Regions from separate parts of the Mus musculus genome. Here region 1 is linked to region 2. Evidence: chromatin contacts called from public ChIA-PET data. All regions are on one chromosome and are shown on one strand. The core of a region is the stretch at or near the end of the contact, and the rest is flanking DNA. Distances in the headings are between cores, read along the strand shown. Region 1 has its middle 5.8 kb from the start of 1700064J06Rik. Region 2 has its middle 16 kb from the start of Slc35e3.

Region 1 (6,634 bases), core at 2,405-4,904, 1.4 Mb before region 2:
ATATGTATATAATCCTCAGTGCCAGCAGGAAGCAGGTCATCACCCTTACTTGCATCAGCAAAGGGGTCGAAAGAGTGGAGGTTCTGGATAGCGGACATACTATAGATTCCTTTACCTTGGTAGAAACTGCCTTTGGAAGGTGTCTGCGGGGGAAGGCAGGCAGGGAGGGGGGAAGGGAGGGACTGAAGCGTCGGGAATCGAGGGGGCTCAAGTGGGAGGCAGCTGAGTCCTCAGTGGTGGCTCAGTGACTAGGGTGGACGTTTACTTCTGACTTAGCACTTTAGCCTGTTAAGGGGGCAAGAGGTACCTGGATGGCATCAGTCTTCAGTCACCAGGCCCAGAAGGGTGGGAGGCTTTCCCGGGGAGGAGGAACATGGCGGGGACTCACCTTACTTTGACAACAAAGTCTAGGCAAAGTTGGGGCAGCCAACTCTCCAGTGTCCTGCTTGTCCATGTGGGCCAGGTCCTGGCAGCAGGTGAGGCATTGGGGCAGTCTTTCCTAGTGGTTAGTGTTATCACAATCCAGGTGGAGTTGCCGCTGTGCCCCATTATCTTCTTGGAGACTCTGGGTGTCACTGCTAGGATTTGGGAGTCTCTGTCACAGTTAAGTTTAAACATCTGAAACGCCATATCCAGCAGGTTTCTGAGAAGTTTCAGGATGATTATTACGTGTGTCTGAGGGAAACAACCCTTGCTTGTTTTTTTTTTTAATTACTTGCTTTCAGCTGTACCTTGAAAACATATACAGGAAGCTAAACTCAGCTTTTTTTTCCCCCCTGCAATTGATTATATTAGTACTTAGCATAACTACAAATATAGTTCTGAACATATTAAAGCTCAATCATACTTAACAGTTTAATAAAAACCTTTCCATGAGTACAATCCATCGAGCGACTGGCAACCTTATTTTCTTGGTCCTCATGTAGTGGATCATTATAGAATATCACAGGTTCTCTCATGGCTCAGCTTACCAAAATAGTGACAACTTAATATTAGTCAGAACAAAGTGGTTAGACATATATTTTTTTTCTTGTTTTTTTTTTTTTTGAGATAGGGTTTCTCTGTATAACCCTGGCTGTCCTGAAACTCACTTTGTAGACCAGGCTGGCCTCGAACTCCCAAGTGCTGGGATTAAAGGCGTGCACCACCACGCCCTGCTTTAGACATACATTTTAAAATCAGTCTTTGTTAGCCTGAATAGACTTTAGGTAAGGAGAGACATTTTAAAGCCAGTGGTTCAAAACTTCCCCAATTCTGTGACCCTTCAACCCAGTTTCCCAGGTGGTCGTGACCCCCAACCATAAAATAATTCTGGTTGCTACTTCACAACTGCATTTTTGCCATTGTTATGAATTGCAGTGGGAACACCCAACATGCAAACATTTATGTTTATGTTTGGTCACCATAATGGTGGCCCTAATTTTTGACATCTTAATGATCTATTTATGAAGATCACATACTAATAAAAACATTATAATAAAATATTTTATAAGTTTAAAATGTCCCAAAGCCTTATGAACTTAGATATTTTAAAAAGCAGTTTCTTAAAAGGTATCCAGTTTGTGTGAAACTCCAACATTTTTTAAAAAGAAGTTTAAAATGTCTACTCTTTTGTAACATCAAAATAAAATACTTTTTTTTGTTAAATTCCAAGAGTGAAAATACAGGGCACAATCATTATCTGTAGAAGGCAAAACCGAGCTGCAACAGTGCAATCAGTCTAACACCTCTACAGTCAATATCATCTGGGTGACTCTTGTGTTACAACATTTGGCTGCCAGCAAGGTGTGTTCTTATACATGAATTCACAGAGGTACAGCTTTAATACCTTATTATACTGTTTTTAAATCGTATCTTTCCCAAACCTTGTTTTTAAGACAAGGCAGGAATTATCGCACAAAAATTCTATCCCATTTTAAAAGTATCTTTGGAGCCCTATTGACTTCTTGGTTGGTCTATACCACGTGGTTGCCCTTAATCAAAATGGCGGTAAAACCATACAACATCCGTCTTCTCCAACTGTACCTAGCAAAGATGGCAACCAGCCACATGGTGGCTGTTTAAAGATGGTGTCAAGCCACATGTCTTAATTAGGGTTTCCATTACCGTGAAGAGACACTATGACCACACCAACTCTTATAAAGAAAAACATTTAATTGGGATTGGCTTATAGATTCAGAGTTTTAATACATTACAGGCATGGTGGGGAACATTGAGGTATGCAGGCAGACATGATGCTGGAGAGACCTTAGAGTTCTACAACTGGATCGATCCACAGGCAGCAAGCAGCATGCTGGGAACTGCCTTGAGCTCCTGACACCTTAAGGCCCGCCCCCACCCTGACGCACTTCCTCCTCCAAGACCACACCCACTCCAAGGCCACACCTCCTAGTAGTGCCACTCTCTATGCATGTATGAGGCTCATTTTTATTTAAACACCACACCACATGTTGCTTATATCCCAAAACGGAATCATGCCACATGGTTCCTTTAAGATTACCTATGCACAGACTTAATTTTCAACCCTATGAGTTTTTAAGCCAACTTCTTACAGATATTACAGATATTTAACCATATCCAATAAATTTATAAGCCAATAATCCCTTTAGCTGTTTTTCTCTCTTTCTTTTCTCCTTTCTTTCTCCTTCCTTCCTTCCTTCCTTCCTTCTTTCCTTCCTTCCTTCCTTCCTTCCTTCCTTCCTTCCTTCCTCTCTCTCTCTCTCTCTCTCTCTCTCTCTCTCTCTCTCTCTCTCTCTCTTTCTTTCTTTCCTGTTTCAGCTCTTGACTTCAGACATAGAGATTTTAAAATCATGCCTGGGTCTGAAGCAAACTCTAACCCAATTCCAGAGCCAGTCTTTCAATACAGTAGAACAGCATAAAACAACTTTAACATTATCCACGCCCAAAAGACATTTGAATCTCTATTACATCAGGTCCTGTGGCCAGAACAGTTAGAGATAAACCTTGAGTCTGGGAAGCTGTGGACAGAAGAAACAGCCATCAAGCTCACACCCTTAAGACCAGTCAGATACAAATCTGCAGAGGCCATATCCAACTTTTGAAACAAACAGAACTTCTCTTACTCCCTCCAGTGCTGTAGTTTCAAGGAGAGAGGGCAGCCATTAACGCCAATATCCAAGAGCACAGCTGTGCTGTATCAGGGCTGGCTGCCAGCTTCCCTCTGGGTTTTTCGAAGCTACCTACCAGCCCAAGCATGGCACTCTGCACCTGACACTGACTGTCATTGAATCCCATGTCCCCAGAGCTCTGCTGTTTTAGGAGTGACCTTCCAAGAGCAACACTAGCTTCTTACCTGTCTTGCTGTTCATTCATCTAATTTAGTCACCCCGAGTGGTAACACACGAAGATAGACCAGACATAAGACAAGACCCAAAGCAAAGACAACAAGAGAGACAACTGCTTCAGAGGTCTACCAGTCTGATGAAGAGAAATTTTTTCTACAGCTTTCTTGTACAACCCAGACACTAGGAAGCCATCAGGCTGGGCCTCTTCAAGTTGTCCCCATTGTCCCTAGCCCCTCACCATCCAACTCCTCCACTCTGGGTCTATCCAAACTCTCTGTTGGGCTCTGGTGTCTTGGAGTGCTTCTACAGTTCCTTATCTCTGTGTGCAGCCCAGACGTTGGAATCCTGTGACCAGCTGGGTCTCTCTGAGCGTGAAACTTTGCACGTCAGCTCCTGGTCTCACCAGGAGGTCCTTAAGGCTCCGTGGTCAGCAGAAAGAATCTGGTGGTTCTGGCTGGACTCTCCAGATAAACAGAATTAACCCCTGGGCCATGGGGTGCACAGACCTTATCAGGCGCTCCCCATTCCCAGACAGTTTATCTGACAACCATAATGTAGAAACCAGGCAGGAAGTGTCAAAGGAAGCTGGCTAAAAAAGGCTTCTGTGACTTACAAGAAGGAGGCCCCAATTAAAAAAAAAATGCTTCCTAGTCCCCCCACCCTGTGTGTGTGTGTGTGTGTGTGTGTGTGTGTGGTCCCCTGGCATTGGAATGGAGACCCTAGTTCCAGAACTTATGGTGGAATTTTTTTTCTTATCTCTCTAGGGCCTCCAAATGTTAATGATGAATCCTGAGAAAAAACAGTTTCACAATTCTGAGCCCAATTTGAAGCAAGTTTTAATTAAATACTGATCAGGATGGACTTTGCTCAGGAAGAGTCCCTAGAATTCCCAGCTGAGCAGCCCTAAGACACATGTACCAGAGGCTTTTAAGGAAAACCCTATGGCCACCATAATTTCCCATGTGGTTTTGTTATTTAGCACCACCCTCAGCATCCCAGGGAGTTACCTGGTCCTCGGGTGAGTGGGGCTTACAAATTAACCTTGGATCTTACAGTGGATTTATGTCAGACCAGTGCAGCAACACCAAGCGCCTTCTGTTGGCAGAGAGCAGGCCTGCTGAAGCCATTCTTTGGCATTAAAAACAAAACTAAGCTACCAGTATGTTCTGAAGGCCTTTCAGTCCAATATTGACAAGCAAAAACCTGTTTCATTTTCTCTGCCATGGCCACCTTGAGAACAGGCAACACTTAACCTTTCCTCTTGTTTTGTTTGTTTGTTTGATTGCTTGCTTGTTTTTGTTTTTCCCCTACAGTTTAATCATCTTCAGGTAAGGAAACCAAGTGTTATCGTGCACATACCAAAGCTTTTGTGATTACTGAAAGATGCCACAGCAGTGGCTCTCAACCTGTGGGTCACCACCCTTTTGAGGGGTCGGATGACTCTTTCACAGGGGTCACCTAAAACACATGGTCATCAGAAAAACAGAAATATTTACATTATGATTCATAATAGTAGCAAAATTACAGTTATAGAGAAGCAACAAAAATAATGGTATGGTTGGGGGTCACCTCAGCATGAGGAACTGTGTTAAAGGGTCACTGCATTAAGAAGGTCGTACAGAGTCTGGACCCTAACTGCCTCTCAGATCTCACAGTGGAGGAGGAGGGTCTAGCCAGCCTCACGAGGGTCTCTTCACTCTTCCTGACTTGCTCGTCTTCAGTCTGTTTTGTTGTCTTTGGTTTCCAGGTGTTGGAGCTGAGGCAGAATGGGAAAGAGGAGGAAGCCATCTTGGTCTTTCTGCTCTCTTCACTGGTCTCTCTTGGCTGACAGGCTTTGAGATAGTTATCACTACACTTTTCTGCCACGTGGGTGGGGCTTCTCAGAGGTACTGTCTGTTGCTGATGGCAATACATCCTGCCACTAACTAACCTCTTACGATCCATGTCTCTCCTTTAATCCTATGGCTGTCTCTGGAGTTGCATTCCTAGCGTCTACCATTAATGTTGCCTCTTTCTCTGGGAGAGGCCGTTTTGTGATGTTTCCAGATACACCCCATGGTCACGACTAGACTCATGAGTGCTACAGCATACCAAGGCAGTCAGGATGCTTCAGAAGGCTATGTCCAAGAATGAGGTTGGCTGCATGATAGTCCCTGCTGGTCCTTGCTCATCCATTCCCACAGTTCCTCAGGAGCAGAGAATAGAGAGCTGTGTGCTCTCTGTCATAAGGAATCCCTTGAGCATACATTCCTGAGGATTTCTTCATCTTCTCTGAGTACTCTTGTGACAAATTAGTTTGGGTACCATTTGGCGGGCTTTGGTGCTGTCTTAGAGTTTCCATTGCTTTGAAATAACACCATGACCAAGGCAACTCTTATAAGGCCAATATTTAGTCAGGACTGGCTTACAGGTTCAGAGGTTCAGTCCAGCCGCGCGCATGGTGGCGCTTGCCTTTAATCCCAGCACTTGGGAGGCAGAGGCAGGTGAATTTCTGAGTTCGAGGCCAGCCTGGTCTACAGAGTGAGTTCCAGGACAGCCAGGGCTACACAGAGAAACCCTGTCTCCAAAAAAACAAAACAACAACAACAAAACCCCAAAACAAAAAACAAAAACAAACAAACAAAACCAGAGGTTCAGTACATTATGATCATGTCAGGAAGTATGGCAGCATCCAGGTACGTCCAGGCAGACATGGTGAGGAGCTGAGAATTTTGCATCTTGATCAGAAGGCAGCTAAGAGAAGACTGTCTTCCAGGCAGCTGAGAGGAATGTAGGCTTAGATTTTTCAAAACCTATTTTACTAGGGGTTCTCAAATGCTTCAACCCCTCTTCTAGCCCACCATCCAAACATAGGGGAGAAGAGATGGTAAACAGGACAGGGGGATGTGGACCTGTCTAGAAGTAGTTCTTTGGGGATGTGTCCAATCTCCATTGTCTGGGTACCAGCAGTCCAGTTCAGTGATGTTAAGACACCAAACTGAAATCAGCAGTGGTGGCAGGAACCAGGCTTCTGCCATAGCAGCATCGAGTCAGTGGGAGTGACCAGAACCAGCCATAATGCCAGGAGAAGTTCTTTGCTGTGCCTCTCTTATCAAAGCAAAGACGCAAGACCAATGAAGCATCGCAAGGCCAGCTATGCAAGCACCCCATCGCAATCTGCTGAGTCCTATTTATACTCTCTCCAAACATCATGTCTTTCCATGTGTCCTGCCTCAGCATAACACCACATGAGTTTGCATCACATGACACAACCAGAAACTTCCACTTCAGAGGAGGGTCTCAAAGCCCACTCCCCCAGTGACACACTTCCTCCAACAAGGCCACACCTC
Region 2 (7,323 bases), core at 879-3,378:
GGCAGCACTGTCTTTTTGTTGCCAATGGAACTGAATGTAGTTTTTAATCCTATGTCAAATGGCTAGACTTAAACTCTTTGCTAAAAAACGATAAGGACCCTCTGTTCTCACTTATGTCTTGCATACTAGAGCCCATGAAGAAAGTGGGCCTCTGCATATGTGGAAGTGCTGGTCTGTTCTGCTTGCAAACCCACAGCTCCAATGCAGCAAAATTCCAAGTCCCTTGTCAACTAATGGAGGGGGGTGGGGGGCGGGAAAAAAAACAGGCATGGGGGACTGTTCGGGCGCCGTGGGACGGTCAAGGGGGTCTGCAAGAGAGAGAGTGGGGACTGAATGGCAAGAGACTCGAAGAATGGAGACAAAACAGGCTGTCTGATCAAGTTGTTATCAGAGTGTGTTCAGCCGTGGTGGGCTTCCTGCAGAAACATCATGCTAGGAAAAGCAAGTCTCTCGTCGGGGTGGAAAAGGACCACCCGCAAGTAAGTAGCCAGAAATGGCTGCAGAGCTGATAGCCGCTTTCTGCTCAGAGTCGGCTCCCAACAGGAGACTGGAGAGACTCTATTCCCAGCGCCCACATGACAGCCCACAAGCATCTATAACTCCAGTTCCAGGAGATGGATGGCCTTTCCTGGCTCCACGGGTACCTGTTATACAAGTGGTACACAGACAGACGTGCAGGCACAACAGCCATGCAGACCAGGCTGGCCTTGAACTCAGGGATCTCTGTCTCCTTAAAGGCTTGTGCCATCCAGCTTGGCCCTACACATAAAGTTTTAAAAATAGAAGCTAGGTGCAACTATGTGGAAACCCTTAAACCCAGTACTGTGTGGGATAGAGAGGCAGGAGGATTCCCCAGGGCTTGATGGGTCCAGCCCAGTTTCTGTGAGAGGTCTCTCCGGAACAAGGCTGCATGACAGAGGACACCTACTGGCTTCCTCTAATTCTGCATGCAGTGTATATATATACATACATGTCTAAATAAAACAGAAAGCATTAAGGTAATGGGAAGGAGTCAGGTGTGGCTGTACACGCCTTTAATCAACGCCCTCAGAGGCCAAGGAATGTGGATCTTTGAATTAGAAGCCCTCCTAATCTATATACAGAATTCTAGACCTACTCGGGGTTGCCTAGTGAGACTGCTGCTATCTGATGCTTGCAGGCCGCCTGGTCTGGGTTGGAAAGAGAAGACAGCCTATTTGTTGAGGGTCAGGTTAGTTATCTGCAGCCTTGGGCCTGCCTGTGTGCATCTGGATGGTGTGTGTGTGTGTTCTGTGCTATCTCAGTAGTAATGACAGTATAAAGAAACCATTCTCTGAATACCACCTTTCCTAAGCTTCAGTCTTTAACCTCTTAAGACTTGCTGTGTTGCTGGGCGTGGTGGCACACGCTTTTAATCCCAGCACTCAGGGAGGCAGAGGCAGGCGGATTTCTGAGTTCGAGGCCAGCCTGGTCTACAAAGTGAGTTCCAGGACAGCCAGGGCTACACAGAGAAACCCTGTCTCGAGAAACCAAAAAAAAAAAAAAAAAAAAAAGACTTGCTATGTTAAAATCACTAATACCTTAACATTTGTTTCAGAACAACCTTAGTCGCTGAAAGCACAGTAAATTCACTTGTTTTGAGACGGGCCTCCCGCAGCCAAGGCTGGCCTGGATATGTAACCGAGATTGATACACTCTTCCTGCCTTTACCTCCAGAGCACCTGGCTTATAGCTGGGAGGCACAACACCCAGCTAAATGTTTAACTTTTAAGGTTTCCCTTTTCCAACCTAATATTCTGTACCTAGCGTGCGCTCTCCGTTTCCTGTTTCTTCAGTTAGAAATCAGGTCTACATTCATTGCGGGGACAGGAGTGGGTGGGTCTTACCAGTCACCCTGGGAGACATAGAATCAGTCTGAGATCTTCTAGGACTCCCTGTGGCAATGGCGGGCCTCCTGATCTGTCTCTGGCTGGAGCTGAAGAGCCAAGCCAACCCCCACAGCCTGTACATCTTAGAGAATTATGGAGAGACTTGTTGACCACAACCATAAGAGTCAAAAGATAAAAGTTCATGCAGATAGTGTTTCCCTTGCACCTACGTCTCTACCACAAGCACGGCTGATTCTCGCAGAGGCCAGAAGAGGGCATTCCACACCCTGGAACTAGAGTTACAGAGGGCTTGGGAGCCACCATGTGGATCCTGGGGAAAGAACCAAGTCCTCTTCAAGAGCAGCAAGGGCTCTTAACTGCTGAGCCGTCTCCAGCCCTCAGAATATATAACAAAAATGTGGGAGGGAGAAAAAGAAAAAAGACTAACGTTGGGTTTTGTTTGAAACATTCATATTTGCTCGTGTCTACTCTAAAAGTTTAAGTGAGCCAGTTTCTCATTATTGCCTTGTAGTCAGGGCAGGTCCTGTGTCATCTCATCTGTGGAACTCGAGCAAAGTTGAAGATTCTTATATCATTTGATCCAAGGGACAGAGATGGTGAGATGGCTGGTTGTGCCTCATTCCAACTCTTTTGTTTGTTTGTTTTGGTTTTCAAGACAGGGTTTCTTTGTGTACCCTTGGTTGTCCTGGAACTCACTCTGTAGACCAGGCTGGCCTCGAACTCAGAAATCCACCTGCCTCTGTCTCTCAAGTGCTGGGATTAAAGGCGTGCGCCACCACCGGCCAGCTCATTCCAATTCTTAAACATCCCAGGCTGGCTGTGGATGTTCAGAATCACCGGAGTTTCGAGAAGAGCCTGGGCAGACCAGTGGCTGCTGAAGCAGCTACCAGGCTGCGGGCTGCCTGTTCCGGGTTGGGAAGGAGAGCCCCATTGAGTAAGGGTGCCTATAGCTGTCACTTGCAATTTTGGGCGCATCCCTGAGCAACTGGGTGTCGTGTTCGGTTTTCTTTGTTTTTAGTAATTTTAAAATTTTTTACATAAACATTTTAAAACATTTGATTGTGGATTTCTTTTTTTATATAAAGATTTATATATTTACTATTATATCTAAGTACACTGTAGCTATCTTCAGACACACCAGAAGAGGGCATCAGATCTCATTAAGGATGGTTGTGAGCCACCATGTGGTTCCTGGGACTTGAACTCAGGACCTTCGGAAGAGCAGTCGGTGCTCTTAACCACTGAGCCATCTCTCCAGCCTTGATTGTGAACTTCACACCATGCATCCCAACCCCACTCATCTCCCCATCCCTCCATATCTAACCCCTGCCCTTGCAATCTCCCCACCAAAAGGAAACAAAACATAGAAGATCTCACCGTGGAAGCTGCGGTGTGTCACAGTGTGTCACACGCTATACCTTTCTGTCCACACATCTTTACTTGCAGATGTTCATTGCCGTGAGTCACTGGTCTGTTTCTCCACCTCTGGCTTCTGCTTCGCTATCAATGCTGGATCCTTACTGGGGCTTCTCCCAGATATCCTGTTGTTGCTCTGTGACATGGAGGTCCTACTGCTTTGGATCTGCAGGTCCGGCCACTTCATGAGCCCCAGACGTTCATAGATGAGGTGGATGTTGGGTTGGGTCAACTCAAAGCCCTGATGATCTGGACCTGGGTGGTTACTGAGTTGGTCAGCCCACCAGCTCTCCCCTGCATATCAGACATTTACATTACAATTCATAACAGTTGCAAAATTACAGTTATGAAATAGCAATGAAAATAGTGTTATGGTTGGAGGTCACAGCATGAGGAACTGTATTAAAGGGTCACAGCGTTAGCAAGGCTGAGAACCGCCGGGTTAGGGAAAGCCTACTGTGGTGGAGCTCTAGGCTCCTGTAACGTGGGATAGAGCTGCATGTGGAGACTGTAGGTTCCAGCCTGACCTGACCAAAGCCATCTTGAGTCATACCTTCTCTGACTGTCACCAAGTAATCCTGGTCTGCCCCTCCCACTGCACGTTTTTCTGGCATACTGTGCACAGCCAGCCGTCAGACTGGAATGTGGCTCTTCATGAGCAGACCGCACCAGGAATGCACGTGCCCTCTTTTGATGTTGACTCCAGATAAGCTGTGTATACTCTGGCTTTGATAAAAATCAATTTCGTCCTGACTAGTACGTCCTAACCATACTTCTGTTGGCAACAAAGTACAATCTGTGCAATCCTGTCACCATCTGCCCTTGCCTCCCATGGTGCCTTGGGACCTGTCCCATGCACCAGGCCCATGTTCTTTGAGAATCCACACACCACACATCTGCAGGTGTGGGCGAGGAACTTTAAGGGCTGGGGTTTCCGCAGTCCTGCTTTATCCTGCTTAGACTAGAGAACTCTTCAACCACATACAGAGCCATTCTTTGAATTCATAAGGAACAGCATGAGGCAGACATCCAGTGCTTGAACTTAGTACTCCTCTCAGGGACAGCAAGCCTGAGACTCATCACCAGTAGTTCGATGGGGCTCTGGAATGCTGGGGCCCCAGCAGCTCCGGTCCTGGAACTTTGCAAAGGAGCAAGGGACTGGAGAAAGGCCAGACACACATACAGTAAAGCCAGAGTCAGGTGGGAGTTCTCTAAACCTGTGCAACCCAGAACCTGTGTGTTTATTACATATGGGACAAGAAGAGGGGTCTCTCTAGGTGAGCGGTCTCAGGCCGTAAACATCCAGGAAAAGCTTTGTGTTCCCTTGAGCCCAGGCCACGTGGGAAAGGGCCTGGATCTGAGCCTTAGAGGCCTGAGTTTGCCATGCCCAAGTCAACCGCAGAATTCACTCTGGACCTTTCTCGTGGTTCACACGCTCACAGTTCATACTCTCCAGGTTCACACTCTCAGGGCTTCCTCTGCTTCCCACACTGAACCTGGCCAAGGCCTCCTCCTCCCCTGCCACTGGCCTTTGTGGCTCTGGAGAAGCCCTACAAGGCCACCACCATGAGGTTCTCCAATGTCATCACATCCTTCATCCCCACCTAACACTGACCTCCCCTGCTGGAAATGTACACAGCCTGCTGGGTTTCCAAACCTTTTTCTATAGCGATTTTCCTACCCAAGAAGTTGGTGAATCAAACTGTATTAGTCAGGGTTCTCTAGAGTCACAGAACTTATGGATAATTTCTAAATAGTAAAGGAATTTATTGATGACTTACAGTCGGCAGCCCAATTCCCAACAATGGTTCAGTCGCAGCTGTGAATGGAAGTCCAAGGATCTAGCAGTTACTCAGTCTCACGCAGCAAGCAGGCGAAGGAGCAAGAGCAAGAGCTAGACTCCCTTCTTCCAATGTCCTTATATTGTCTCCAGCAAAAGGTGTAGCCCAGATTAAAGGTGTGTTCCACCACACCTTTAATCCCAGATGAAAGGCATAGCCCAGATTAAAGGTGTGTTCCTTAACTCGGAGATTCAATCTTCTGGAATCCATAGCCACTATGGCTCAAGATCTTCAAACCAAGATCCAGATAAGGATCTCCAAGCCTCCAGATAAGGGTCACTGGTGAGCCTTCCAATTCCGGATTGTAGTTCATTCCAAATATTGTCAAGTTGACAACCAGGAATAGCCACTACACAAACCAAGTCACAATCCCTATTTCACATTTTACAAAAGTTTTTTTTTTTTTGGGGGGGGGGGGAAGAGGAGGGGGGAGGGGAAAGGGGGTGCCAGCGCTTTCTTTACCATTAAGCTGTATCCTTAGTCCCTCCATTTTGTGCGTTTTGAAACGGAATCTAGTCAAGATCCCCGGGCTAGCCACATTAGAGTCCTTCTCCAGTTTCCGAGTTGTTGAGATTCCAGACACACACCACATCTGACACAAAGTAGTCTTTTTATAGGTATACAAAAGGTTAGAAGTGGAAACGCTGGTCCTCCTCACACACTTCAGGAGGACTGGCCCACCCACGTGGAGCGACAGCCATGTTTGGAGCCCAAGATATGTGGATTCAGGAGCCTCTTGATTGGCTCAGCCTGGCCTTATTTGCTCCGTTTAAATTGGGTCTTTACATTAGGGGATTTGAATTCATTCCCAGGCTTCTTTTCTTAGCTACCTTGGAGTTTAATGAAAGAACACAGAGTCAAGAGAACAAAAAAAAGACTGGGTCACTACATATAGCTCATTCATCCAGAGGCTACTGTAAGCTCCCTATGTCCAAACCAAGCAACCGATCTTCCCCCAGACCCACTCCGCCACGTGGTGTTACCCCCTGCTCACAGGCATCATCATGGAGTCATGATTGACATTGCTTTCTCTTGCCTTTCTAATCAGAAATGAAATTTGGCCAACTCTTCGAAACATTCAGAACCCACCTGGAAAACATGGAATAAGAGCCTAGTGAGAAGGCTGGAGAGATGGCTCAATGGTTAGGAGCCCTGGCTAATCTTCCAGAGGACCAGGGTTCAATTCCCAGCACACTCAATGACCACTCACAACCGCCTGTAACTCCAGCTCCAAGGGTTCTGGCCTTCACACAGACACGTAGAGGCAAAACACCAATGTACAGAAACTAAAAATAAATCAAAGAAGAGCCTAAAGCTATTTAAACATACAATAACCAGAACTATATGTTCATATTAATTTTAAAACAAAATTTTCTTTTTAAAAAATTTTTAATTTTAATTTTTATTTTATATGAGCACATGTAGCTGTGACACCAGGAGAGGGCATCAGATCCCATTACAGATGGTTGTGAGCCACCATGTGGTTGCTGGGATTTGAACTCAGGACCTCTGGAAGAGCAGTCGGTGCTCTTAACCACTGAGCCATCTCTCCAGCCGGAGATTTTTTTTTTAAAAGATTTATTTATTTATTTATTATATGTAAATACACTGTTGCTGTTTTTCAGATACACCAGAAGAGGGCATCATTTCCCATTACAGATGGTTGTGAGCCACCATGTGGTTGCTGGGATTTGAACTCAGGACCTACAGAAGAGCAGTTGGTGCTCTTAACCGCTAGACCAACTCTCTAGCGCTGCCCTCCCACCCCCTCCCAGAGATCATTTTTACCTGAAAGAACAACAGTAAACTCCAGGCAAGGCTGCAGAACAAAAGACATGCTTTTAAGAATCATCATCTCATGCTGGGTGGAAGTGGTGACCACCTTTAGTCCCAGCACTAGGGAGGCAGAGCAGGTGAATCTCTGAGTTCAAGCACAGCCTGGTCCCGACAGCCAGGGCTTTATAGAGAAACCCTGTTACAAAACAAAAACAAATATGTATCAATTTAGAGAGGGTCTAACATAACTAGTGTGGTTTTGCTCTCTCGGGATGGACAATTCTGCTCTTGGGTAAAGTGAGAAACTAAAGGCAGCCTAGAGGAAAATGTTTTGCACTCTGTGTTCCAAGCTAGGATCTGGGAGGAGGACGGCTCCATAGAGAGCGTGTTAGAGAAATGTCTTTGCGAAGCTGTGTGGGTTT

What was found. ChIA-PET counts read pairs in DNA pulled down with a chosen protein or histone mark.
Region 1: a contact with region 2 is called in an SMC1A ChIA-PET map of the G1E-ER4 cell line, with 5 read pairs. The contact joins two enhancer-like sites. A contact is called at or near these places in 1 of 15 datasets of contacts at CTCF or cohesin (the G1E-ER4 cell line) and 2 of 484 Hi-C or Micro-C datasets (the Ba/F3 cell line and the G1E-ER4 cell line).

The regions. Positions count from the first base shown.
Region 1 is chr10:119,083,806-119,090,439 of GRCm38.p6, reverse strand. It overlaps the pseudogene Gm18904. Among named protein-coding and RNA genes, the nearest start is that of 1700064J06Rik, 5.8 kb to the left of the region's middle. Within about 2 kb of position 3,654, at least 32 of the 459 cell types and tissues checked have an H3K27ac peak or open chromatin away from gene starts, as enhancers often do. A contact at or near this core is called in the G1E-ER4 cell line, where this site is marked.
Region 2 is chr10:117,726,241-117,733,563 of GRCm38.p6, reverse strand. No RefSeq gene overlaps it. Among named protein-coding and RNA genes, the nearest start is that of Slc35e3, 16 kb to the left of the region's middle. Within about 2 kb of position 2,128, at least 60 of the 459 cell types and tissues checked have an H3K27ac peak or open chromatin away from gene starts, as enhancers often do. A contact at or near this core is called in the G1E-ER4 cell line, where this site is marked.